2 separate regions of the Mus musculus genome follow, and region 2 is linked to region 1. Evidence: chromatin contacts called from public Hi-C data. All regions are on one chromosome and are shown on one strand. The core of a region is the stretch at or near the end of the contact, and the rest is flanking DNA. Distances in the headings are between cores, read along the strand shown. Region 1 holds the start of Fyb (FYN binding protein). Region 2 overlaps Rictor (RPTOR independent companion of MTOR, complex 2).

What was found. Hi-C and Micro-C count contacts between places; a contact is called where the count stands out from the background.
Region 2: a contact with region 1 is called in a Hi-C map of group 2 innate lymphoid cells, with 2.0 times the contacts expected there. The contact joins the enhancer-like site here to the promoter of Fyb in region 1. A contact is called at or near these places in 1 of 39 promoter capture datasets (macrophages), 13 of 484 Hi-C or Micro-C datasets (CD4 T cells, the G1E-ER4 cell line, the HPC-7 cell line and 9 more), 1 of 115 datasets of contacts at active chromatin or transcription factors (the SCID.adh cell line) and 1 of 9 other capture datasets (adipose tissue).

The regions. Positions count from the first base shown.
Region 1 is chr15:6,575,829-6,581,901 of GRCm38.p6, forward strand. It overlaps Fyb (FYN binding protein), which reads left to right and starts at 4,019. Exons shown (of 18, transcript NM_011815.5): 1 at 4,019-5,218. The coding sequence starts at 4,120.
Region 2 is chr15:6,723,208-6,729,864 of GRCm38.p6, forward strand. The region is part of intron 2 of Rictor (RPTOR independent companion of MTOR, complex 2); the gene reads left to right. Among named protein-coding and RNA genes, the nearest start is that of Rictor, 18 kb to the left of the region's middle. Within about 2 kb of position 3,409, at least 39 of the 459 cell types and tissues checked have an H3K27ac peak or open chromatin away from gene starts, as enhancers often do. A contact at or near this core is called in Th1 cells, group 2 innate lymphoid cells and regulatory T cells, where this site is marked.

The DNA of each region.
Region 1 (6,073 bases), core at 2,769-5,268:
TTTAAGCATGAGCCCCTCACAGCCTTATGGTATCCTGTGATGTCACTGTCCCTGTGATCCTAATATGGGCCATCATGACAGGAGTAGAAAAGACTGGTACTCAGGGAGAAAAATCAGTGACTCAGAACAAGTGAGTCAGGACACCAATGAAACAAAGAAGACCCAACAACAAGCCAAAAGTTTATCAACAAACTTCTTTTTAAAATTGCATAAACGATTGTTATTGACTTACATTTCCTGGAGAATAAGAGCACTATAGGCATGAAGACATTTTCTTTTCTCTTGTGCATTTTGCCCAGGAAAGAATAATAACACCCACTGAAATGATTCATTCCCCCCTTGCTTTAATTGCAAGAATGAAGAACACGCCTTACAAAGGTCAAAACTGAGCTTCCAGGTTACTTTAGATTTGCATTAGCTACCCATCATTCATGAATCTTTTATTTCTTTTGTATTTTAAAATGTTGGCAAGTGTTAAGAATGTGGCCTGGAAGTAGAGCACGCGACTCACCGTCAGAATCCCACTGATTCAATACCTAAGCCGAAAAGAAGAGAATGACTTAAAACAACAGGGAATTTCAAAATCCATCTCTGGTAATAGCCTTTTATCCCCTCAAATATTTATCAATGATGTGATACAGAAGAGGGTAGAACTCAGCTCCGTAGATGCATATCTAGGGGCATGGGAATGCTAGAGAGCACACTATTTAAAAGTACAGTACACTACTGTAGAAAGAGTTGTACCCTCAAATCACGAGCCAAAATAAGTTCTTCACCCTCAAGTCACCCCTTGTCAAGTATTTGGTCATAGTAAAATAGAGGCATGTATCAACTAAAAATAATCAAAAAAAAATCCCTTCACATGACTTACAAAGAGAAATTTGGGTAACTTGGTATGAAATGTTGATTTACCTAAAACATAAGGCTCTGAGGTCTTCCAGACCATGAAATGCCTCTTGGAATAAACAGGCCGGAACGTAGCTCCCTGGGAGAGCTCCCGACTCCAAGCTCTCCATCTGATACCCAGCACTTGAGCAGGTAGGACAGAGCTCAGCTCACCTTTACAGGGCTAAGCGCTTAAATGCCAAGAGAAGCGGGACATCCTCGGGATCCCAGCACTCTTGGCAGGGTGGGATAAGCACTGTGAGTTCAAAGCCAGGCTGGTATACGCTGCCAGTTCCAGGCAGCCAGGGAGATATAGTGACATTTGGGGTAGTGGGGATAAGGAAGGTCCTGAAATAATAAACACCTCTCTATGCAAAGAGAGAACGCAGAGCTGACATGGGGAATATTTAACAACCCAAGCTTTACAGGAATCCTACAACCCACAAGGTTGCCAGAAGAAAGCAAAGTCCAGAAGCACGGGCTTCCAGGTTGTTTGAGTTTTGGTTTGATTTGATTTTGGGCTTTGGGGGTGGGGGGCTCCCAATTTTTAAGTGGAAACAGAAGGTGGAAAGGTAGATCTGTGTGCAAGGTATTTGTGTGTGTGTATATGCACACATGTGTGTGTGTATCTATGTGTATCTATGTGTATGCATGTGTGTGTGTGTGTGTGTGTGTGTGTGTTCCTCACAAAGGAACTTGTTGCTCCTTCCTTCCCAGTGAAAACTCTCAAGAGTACGGGTGAATCAAACTTAAGCATCATTATCTATGTGTCATTTGCGAGTGTGTTTGTTCACAGGGACAGTAAGTAATTTCAAGTTTTTGATCTGTCTGGAAAAGACAATGATATATTATGAATGAATTAGAAATCATTACTATGGCAGAAAAAAATCACTGCATATGTGTGACATTCGACCCTTGATCTTTTTGTTTGCTATTGTGTGTCTGAAGCTGAGGACCAAAGCCAAGGCCTTGTGCTTGCTAAGCAAGTGCTTTAGCTAAACACCTAACTACTTGTATTGACCTGTTTATTAGTCTTTATCAAAACAAACAAAACTCCAGTGAGAAATGGAATTCCAGCTCTGATCTCAGAGATGAAGGAAGCAGACTGGGAAAAGTCGATCACTTGCTAGATGCTATGCTACACGGCAAAGTCAAGGCTTGAGCCTCAGTCAATAACTCCAAGGCCCGTGCCTTTAGCTCCGACACTTGCAGGCTCTCCTGGATCTGGATTAGCAGCCAAGACTAAAGCTTCCATCCTTAATGTACAACTTCTATATTTTTGGAACTAAATGTGGCACAGTGCTTGACCGTGGCCAGAGACATTTCAAGGTTTTCCCCCTGGGATGTGCTAGACTTGAAGCTGCCACAGCGGGGAATGAATGACCTTGTTCCCCAGCAGTGCAATGAGGAGGGAGAGCAGACGATCACTAAGTGTCTTCTTTATACAAAAACAGGAAGCCCTCGGATGTGCCAATGTCCTCTACTGCTTTATACACGTGCCTGCCTAAGAGCAGCGCCTAGACGTTGTTTGCAGTGAGAAGATAAGAAAACGCATTAATATCCCCTGCTACCTGGCTCCCGAGCTGACATTCTTAATCACTTTGCTATTTCACCTTGTTTTATAAACCTAAAAGAAGCTATACATAAAGAATATGAACAATACTAGTAGAGGGGAAGGGATAATCAGAAATTCTTTCTCAGAAACAAACTTCCTTCTAAACAGAAAGAAAACTTTGGGGGGGGGGGTGTATGCGTGTACTCATGTGTGTGTGTGCACACGCTTACGTGCACGTGTGTGTGTGCGTGTGTGTGTGTGTGTGTGTGTGTGTGTGTGTGTGTACACTAAGGAGCAAACCCAGGACCTTACCCATGCTGAGCTCCTGCTCCATCACCCAGCTATATCTTCTGTCTACCATTTCATATTTCTCATCAAGCTTTAGAGCCCTGGAAGTTTTTCCTGTTTTTTTATCCTTTTGGGGGGGGGGAGTGTGGGGGGCGGGCATGATCTCACATAGCCTAGGCTTGTCTCAAACCTGCTGTGTAGCCAAGAATGACCTTAACCTTCATAAACTTCTGATCTTCCTGTCTCTACCTCCTGCATTACAGAGTACGCCACCAACCTGATTTATTGAATGCTGAGCACATGAGACAGGGTTTAGTGATGTTAGATGCTAAGTAGGTTTTCTCTCTCTCTCTCTCTCTCTCTCTCTCTCTCTCTCTCTCTCTCTCTCTCTCTCTCTCCCTCTCTCTCTCTCTGTCTCTCAGCTGAGCCTCATCTCCAGCTCAAACTCCTTGTTTTTGAAAGAAAGGGTAAAGACACCATTAATTCTCCCAGGTTAAACGGGACTATATTAACAACAACAAAAAAAAAAAAAAGGGTGACTATCTGATACCTTTACTGCATAATTTCCTAATTCTTATGAGGAAGGCAGGTGAGGCAGGACCTCTCAGAGGACTGGTAAAAGTCATTATTGAAGAGAAAGATCTGGAAACGAGGCAATTCCTTCTGCTGGCCTGTTGTTCAGCCCATGCTGTCCCGTGGGTTTAGCTCATGTCCCGTTAGTCTGCATACAGCCACACAACAGCACTCTGGATTTGCAAATAATAAGGAAACCTTCTTTCGTTTTAGAAGGGCTGGGCTGTTCTGTAACACCTCCCCGACAGCAAACGCACTTTAAACGCAACAGGAACAGGGAAGCACGGGCCAGCACACTGATGCTAAGCATTGCTTTGCTGGGTTAAAAAAAAAAGCATGTAGCCTGAGTTTACAGTGCCTACTTTCGTTTTGAAGTCCAGTTTCCACATGAGTCTCAGTTGTAAAAAGTGGGAAAATCCATTTGGTAGCCACCGCTGTATGTTTTTCAGTGAAGCAAAAAATGTAAACAAATACAGAATCAGATATCTCCAACAAGATAGCGAGGCAGACCAGGAAAGAGAAGAGAAACGTTTTTTAAGATAAATGATTGTGTCCCTGTACGACCAACAACAGAAGTTTAAACACAGCCCTAGCCTTTCCTTCGCGAGAAACATTCACAACTTGTTTTGCCATAGAGGAACTTAAATGTTACAATATCTGGTCAACCAATCAGCAGCTTGCCGGCACCCCAGCACTCTTGCCTCAGATCAGGAAACCCTTGAAGGTACAGTATTTTAAATTGCAAGTGAGATTTCTGACTCTCAGCTGGTTTTTGTTCCCTGTGCTTGTAGGATGGAAAAACAGATGTAAAATCCCTCATGGCGAAGTTCAACACGGGGAGTAACCCGACAGAGGAGGCCGCCACCAGCAGCAGGCCCTTCAAAGTTGCAGGACAAAGCTCGCCTTCTGGAATACAATCAAGAAAGAATTTATTTGACAACCAAGGAAATGCCAGCCCGCCCGCAGGACCCAGCAGCATGCCTAAATTTGGGACCACAAAACCACCCTTGGCAGCGAAACCTACCTACGAGGAGAAGCCTGAGAAGGAACCTAAACCCCCGTTTTTAAAACCTACTGGAGGGAGCCCAAGATTTGGAACACAGCCAAACTCAGTTTCTAGAGACCCTGAGGTCAAAGTGGGGTTCCTGAAACCTGTAAGCCCCAAACCCACCAGCTTGACCAAAGAAGATTCCAAACCTGTGGTTTTACGGCCACCTGGGAATAAACTTCACAATTTGAACCAAGAGTCTGACTTAAAGACGCCAGGACCGAAGCCAGGGCCCGCTCCCCCAGTCCCAGAAAACGAACTGAAGCCAGGATTCTCAAAGGTAGCTGGAGCTAAGAGCAAGTTCATGCCAGCGGCACAAGATACTGACTCCAAACCCCGATTTCCCAGACACACCTTTGGCCAGAAGCCATCCCTAAGCACAGAGGACTCCCAGGAAGAGAACACTTCTAAGAACGTGCCTGTCCAGAAAGGATCCCCAGTGCAGTTGGGCGCCAAGTCCAAGGGCGCCCCTTTCAAACCACCTAAGGAAGACCCAGAGGATAAAGACCATGGAGCACCAAGTTCACCCTTTCCTGGAGTGGTTCTGAAACCTGCTGCGAGCAGAGGGAGCCCGGGTCTCTCCAAAAACTTTGAAGAAAAAAAAGAAGATAGGAAAACAGACCTTGCAAAGAACATCTTTCTGAACAAACTGAATCAAGAAGAGCCGGCCAGATTCCCTAAGGCCCCTTCCAAGCTGACAGCGGGGACACCGTGGGGCCAAAGTCAGGAGAAAGAAGGAGACAAGAATTCTGCAACCCCGAAGCAGAAGGCCCTGCCACCCCTGTCCGTCTTGGGCCCGCCTCCACCCAAGCCCAACAGACCACCCAACGTTGACCTGACCAGATTCCGAAAGGCTGACTCTGCAAACAGTGAGTTGTTTCTCATTGCTGGTAGCTGTGGTTTGCTCACACAACTGAGTGTTTCAGCTCCTGGGGGAAACTTTAGAGCAAGGAATGATTGCATAACTGATGCTCATGTGAGTATAGGGTCAATTTTCTTTTGGCATTTTTTTTTCCGTTGTGTAGGAGGTCTGAGAGAGTAGCAAATCCAAGTTCTGGTTGAGCATTCTGTAAGAAAGGACCTTGGGGTGGGGAGCACTGACATTTTAGGGAGACAATAGGGAAGAAATATACCTATTTAACGGATAGTTGGTTTTGCTTAAGGATAACCATTGCATTTATTCCCTTGGTTGTATTTCATTTCTGTAACTTGAAGAAGTTATGCTGCCCGTTGACAGAGAGAAGAGAGTAGTCTAAGTCAGTACTCTAGAAAGAATCAAATTTGATAGCCAAAGGATGTGTGCATTCTCTGGAGGCATGTTTGATTGTCACAATGGATGAAGCTAATGATATTTTGTAAATAGAGCCACTTACTCCTGTCCTTCACAGAACTATCCAGGCCAAAATGTCAATGTTGTGAAGTTGAAACTCCTCTTCTAAGTCACTTCAAATATCTACACTGTTCATCATGTCCCCTAAGCCCAAGATTCAAATAGGACAGTGGCAGGGATTTTAGGAGACCATGCTTTGTATTCTAGCTGTTTTTGGTTTTTTTGTTTTGTTTTGTTTTGTTTTGTTGGTTTCTTGATTGTTTGTTTGTTTACTTTCCCAAAACAGAAACATCTGTACTATTCCAGTTTACAAAGGAATACACAGTTAGAAAACAAAGGCAGACAATGGGTGCCTTGTTGCCCTTCAAGAAAACCAGCCCCCGGTTTTCTTCCC
Region 2 (6,657 bases), core at 2,159-4,658, 150 kb after region 1:
ATTTCTGGAAATTATTATTTTTTCCTCTACCAATAACCTGATAAAATGCTACCTGGCTTAAACTCATTCTTTTTGAGCCTGACTGGAATTTTATTATTAATGTTGATCTCCTGTAGCGTATCTAGTAACATGTTTTACCTAAAACAGAAAATTATAATTTATAATTAAGCAAGGCTGTCCCTAATACTATTTTGGAATACTCTAATAATTCACATTTTAAAATGATAAATGGGGGCTGGTGAGATGGCTCAGACTTTAAGAACACTGGCTGTTCTTCCAGAGGCCTTGAGTTCAATTCCCAGCAACCACATGGTGGTTCACAACCATTTAAGGGATCTGATGCCCTCTTCTGGCATGCAAGTGTATATGCAGACAGAGCACTCCTATATATTATATATATGTGTGTGTGTATATATATGTATGTGTATATATATATATATATACACATATACACATATATATATGTACACACACACACACACACACTTTAAACTTTCTCCACTACATGGGGGATTATAATCACCAGAAGTATGGAAGCAGATGTGGCAAGAGCATTGTCAGAATGTATCATGTAGACATGTTAACAATGTATCATGTAGACATGTTAACAGTGCTTCTAGGTACTCTTCTATTGCTGTGATAAAATACCAAGACCAAAGCAACTCAGAAGGAAGGATTTGTTTGGAGTTTATGGTCAGAGGGGTCAGGTTCCATCATGGGCAGGAAGCATGCATGGCAGCAAGTAGGCCAGCATGGGTGCTGGAATAGTGCTGGGAGCTCACAACTTCATTCACAGACAGGAAGCAGAGAGAGCCAACTGGGAATTCAGGTGGCTTTTGTGACGTCAAAGCCTGCCCACAGCAAAGACCTGTCTCCTGTGACTGTTCCTATAATGCCACCAACTAGTATTCAAATGCTTAAGATTGTGGGCGCCATCTTATTTAAACTACCACACAGAATATTGTGTTCTAACACTTTTATTCTTGGAAAATATAGGTAGAAATGGACCATAGTGATTTTGTTTACAATAGCCCAAAGCTTTTGGTGGTCAAAAGTTTGGATTTTTTTAATGCTATGAAGTTGTTAGGAATGTCCAAGTGAAATGTAGGAAAGAAAAACAGTCATTTTAAAATAAGTGGACCAACTTCCATTTGCACCATATATATGTATAATTTTCTTTAACCTGACTTAAGACTGTCATGAAAAGGCTTAACATTTTTCCTTTTGGGGCTTGAGATTAGCCAATACATTTTTTTGTGTGTGATGATTTTGTGCATGCCATGTTTTTGATGTTATTAATGATTATACCTAACCAAAAGATATCTGCTGAATACTAAATAGGAAAATATCTGCAAGACCTTGGTCAAAACTTAGAATATGAAGGCAAGACATAATTATGATAAAGGCTGACTTAACTATGTTAAAACATATGTAATAAGGTGTGTCAGTGATATTTACAAACCACATGCATAGATATAGTAGACTCTGGAGCCTTAATTTCCGTTTTTCATATCTCATAAGGAAAGGAATTTTGAGAAGCTGTTTTTCATTTTAAGATGAATTATTTTGATCATAGAGGTCTTATTAAAGTTGACAGGTCCTGCAACTTAAATACTTGACATCTGTTTCTGTAGTCGAAGATAAAAGTTTAGAGTTAAAGTTTCAAGGCATTGTTCTCCCTCCGTGTTAGAAAATTGATGGACATGGTGGAGAGAGAACTCTGAAGGCAGAGGGTAGGACTGAGGCTGTGTTAGAGACGGAGGGAAGACAGGCCTGAGAGGAACACTGGGAAACACAGAGAACGAGTAAGGAGAGCTCCAGGAAAGATGCGTGCCATCGAGTGACCAGGACAGGAAAGCCGTGGTCTTAAAGGCTAAAAGGGAAAGCAGGCAGGCAGCCTTTGAGCTGGGTGGATGTTGTACTCTTTAGTTCTTCAGTCGACAGCAGAGAGTAGGTGGTGAGGGTTAGGAGCAGAGAAGGAAAGAACCCATTCACTTGTGTCTGGGGAGTGCAGCAAAGAGCAGTGTCTCAAAAACAGAAAATGAAAAGGTTTTAAAGATTTCAGACAGACGTCAGAGACAAGATATGTGACAAAATAATTAGGAGAAGTGTAAGAATGAACTTAGGAATTAGAACATATGGAGCCGGGCGTGGTGGTGCCCGCCTTTAATCCCAGCACTCGGGAGGCAGAGGCAGGCGGATTTCTGAGTTCGAGGCCAGCCTGGTCTACAGAGAGAATTCCAGGACAGCCAGGGCTACACAGAGAAACCCTGTCTCGAAAAACAAAAAAACAAACAAAAAAAAAGAATATATGGAAATAGCAGAATGTAGCATGGTACTATTTCCTAGGTTTCAAACCACACTCATCTGAGTATACTGCAGAGCTGAGATGTCTTTGTGCCTCTGGGCTGTTACTAGTTTCTGAGTGTGGTGTGCCTCCCTACATTCATAGATGACACGTGTTAGACTCGGGCTGAGCTGCAGCCTCGTTTATAGAGAAAACCAAACAGGAAAGTACGTGTGAATATGCAAGGTGTGCACACAGCTCCTGAGCAGTTGTAGAGGATTTAGAATTAATCTCACTAGGTGTAGAGTTAATCTCATTATTGGGGTATATAACACAGTTAATTGTTTTTTGCATTTAGACACAGATGTTCTGTTCTTTCATGGGGTTCATTTAAATTGTGAGTTATTTTAAAGGCAAACAATTTTTCTCTTATAATAAAGGGCTCCTAATTAGAGGACTGTGGATGCCTAATTACCTTGCAATTATCATTGTAAGATATGAAGGTTGACATAGAAATGATAGCAGCACATGCAGTATTGTAGTCATTAAGCAAAATTGTAGGTTTTTTTCATATTTTCTCAAGAAAAAATACCATGAAAATTATTGTTACCAACATTTCTTTGAATGACAGAAATTTCTGTAGCCTGAAAATTGGCCTTTGTAAATTTTTTAGTACATACTTGTGCACAAAGTAAAAGTGCTTTGTGTGTTTGATTCAATCCTCTGTGTTTTGTTCTAAAACTGGGTCTTATGTAGCCCAAGATGGTTGGAACTTCCTGTGTCCAAGGTTGAGTTTTTAACACCTGCCCCTTCATCTCCCAAGTACTGGGATTACAGGCATGTGCCACCATACCTGGACAATTACGTTTTTTTTCTGGGCATTTATTTGCTACACATGTGTACTATATTCCCCAATATTATGACAAGAAAGAGGCAAAATTTAAGAAAGGACTTGATTTCTTTTTCATCTATTCAGTAGCTCTTTCTACCTAGTTCTTAGGTAACTTTTAACTTGAGAGGCTGAGGTAAAGAAGAATTTGATGTGGGTGTGCATGCATGCACGCACGCACACGAACACACCCACATCAAGTGTGTGACTCACAAGGTAAACATTAGGTGCCTTCCCTTCTTAGTTTTTTGAGACATGGCCTTTAATCTCTTCTCCTAAGCTCGCAGGTCAGTGAGCTCCAGGGACTTACCCATCTCCTTCCTGCCCTCAAGCTCTGGCATTACAGACATGCTGCTGTCACACCTGACTTTCATGTCTGTGGATACCACACTCACACTGCAGGTACTAGTTCACCATCTTCAGGCCCAGGAGTCAGGTGTTCTGATGGCAGATAATAGGCAAAAAGTTATAGTCGTTTTTTTGTTCTTTTCGTATTCCTAGGAATTGCTGCTATTTTTAAAAATTACATTTGACAAATTTGAGCAAAGCCCATTATGTTTTAATTACATTAAATATGTTTGTTCTGATTTAAAGATGTGGAACTTTTTCAGTTCAATAAAGTGTAGTTAAATATGGGGGGAAATTTTATTTTATATATATTTTTTGGCTCTTTATTTAGAAAGTTGATGAACTTTGAGCTAGCATTACTTTGATTTGTTCCTTTGTACACACACACACACACACACACACACACTACAGCTGTCATTATAGCTAATCATAAAATTAATTTGAAGTTCTATTGTAAATTCATATTTTATCATTCACAGTGCTGACCTGGAGTCCTGTCCTGTTCTTTTCTTGTCCTTTCTTTCTCTTTCTTCTTTTATTGTTATATAAATGCCAAATTTTACAAAGTCAGCCTAAAGTAGCATATTCCTGTGTTCTGTAAATGGAGACTAGTAGTCTCTAACATCTGAAACTCTAACAAAGCATTTTTTATTTTTGTTTTTAAACACTTGCTTATCATCAGCGGTGAGATCTGTGAGTCTTTATACATTGTCCCTCCTACCTCTGACACCAGTAGCAAGTCCAGGAAACAGCTTGATGGACTTTACATTTTTATGAATTTATTTATAGTAATACATACAGTTATTCATTAAAATGTTGAGTGGCTAGTGATTATTATATTTTTAGGTGTTTGTTTTTATTTCCTTGTTTGTTGCTTGTTTGCATTTTGAGATGAGGTGGTGTTTGTTTGCTTGTTTTGGCCAAGCTCTTTGTTTTTAGACACTTTCTTTGTGTGTAACTCAAGCAGGCCTTGAACCCACTATGTGGCTTAGACTGGCTTCTGAATGGCGGGTGATCAGGCAGACCTCCCAAATACTGGGAGGCACTGACACTTTCTTAGGTCTCTAACACTGTGCTACTGTCATCCTTTGTAAACTGCTTCCCACATCCCTGCACTTTGACTGGCTAGCTTCTCAGGGCTACCGGAGAAGTAAAACATGCAGTACTTAGTAAAATTAAACCTCCACTGTCACGAGTACTTTTATCGCAACAGCCTAGTTTTATTAAGAAAATAATTTCTTCCTATTTCTACTGCCCTTTCTTTCTTCCTTCCATGTGTCCTTCCTTCAGCCATTCCTTCCCTGACTCTTAGCTTTCCCCTCTTTCAGCAGGGGACCTGTAAGCCCAGGCATTTATTTCTCTTTCCTGTGCCAGTGCTACCTTAGCCTAATGAGGAGTGCCGTGCAGTGACCACCCATGCTCAGCTCTGCTGTAATACAGAAAATAATTCTTGAAAATCAGTTTATGGTCGAGACTGTTGGTCCCTGTAGTTGTAAATAAGATGTTAATGTTCTTGTGAGACTTGAAAGCCTTTGGGTAAATGCTCACCTGATTTTTTACTCTCGTTTTTATTGTTTAAAAGGAATAAAAAACAGTATATACAGATAATGCTCCAGTGCACACAGGAACTCATCCAGAATATTGAGTTTAGGTAAAAAGAAGGTTGAGAAATTAAAGACAAGCTAAACTGTAGGATAGAAGATTAAAAACGGAATCTTGAAAGTATTCTCGAAGCTGCTAAATGCAGTCAGCAATATATTAATAACAGCACCATGCTCCCTTATCTTATTTGTACCATTAAATTCACATATATTAATAACAGCACCATGCTCCCTTATCTTATTTGTACCATTAAATTCACATTAGTTTATTATAATTTACTTTTCTAACACATATATTTCTTTAAGGGTTCGTTTGAAATTTTATTATATAATAACTATTTTAGGTAGATTTATTACTATAATTACTGTATTATCCCTTGTCTGTTAAATAATGATTTCAAGCCATTCATACTAAATAGGAAACATCATAATTTTCTAGTATTCATATAGCATTGTGATTTTACTATTTCTGTATGGGCTGTGTAATCACTATACAGTTCTGAAAGATAATTGTACTTTAAATATGATAAAATCTTAGATCATGGAAGTGATGCATTAAAGTACTCTATAATAAAATCTATTAATTTAAACATGCATATATGAAACATTTGCTTGAGCTAACCACATAATTTTCATGATTGATTCATAAAAACCTATTGCTAAGCAAATAACTTTTAATTATAGTTAGTATTTATTGAGTAGTCGTTGCTGTTTTCACTGTAGATAGAAAAGTGGATCCCTGTGAAGTTAAGTGATTAACAGACTACGTAAGCTGGAGTTGATGACAGTTAAGTTTTATCCCAAAGCTCACTTAAAATAAGATTGTTATTTATTGACAGATAAGATATTAGCATAGTTAATTGCTACAAGTTATAATGGCGTGTAAAACATGTAAAATTAAAGGTTTACTCATCAACAAACATTACAGGTGTCTGTGACTACGTGGAGAACTGAGCAAATAAGTGAATGTGTAAATAAGAACTGAGTGACTGTTTTGTTTAGTTTTCTCCTAGTAGTTTTGTGCATCTTTTCATAGGGAGGGAGTGTGTGTTTCAGAACCTGATAACTGAATTATTTGGTTGGTTTTGTTTGTTTGTTTGTTTTTTTAGTTATCCTTGTTTTTGTTGTTTTGTTAGTTTAATTCAGTTATCCTTCCTTTTGAAGTATAGATTGATTTTCCTAATCTAGAAATTCGAAATGGAAATTACATCTGACCTCATGTGACAGGTTCCAGTCAAAACCCAGGGAGTGGTATATGATTATCTCTATACTATGTGATAAGGTGTGTGTGACATAAGGGAATGTCTTGTTTACATTTAGAGCTCACCTCCCAAAGAGATTTCATTTTATTATGCAAATGTTCTAGAACCTGAAGACATGAAACCCAGGCCACTTCATGTCCCAGGTACTTCAGATGATGATATTCAGTCTGGGATCTAGTTATGTTATAGAAAGAACTTCATGCCACAATTAACACAGAGCAGAATGTACCTAACTTAGTTGGTGTGATAAAACACCATGACCAAACGTAA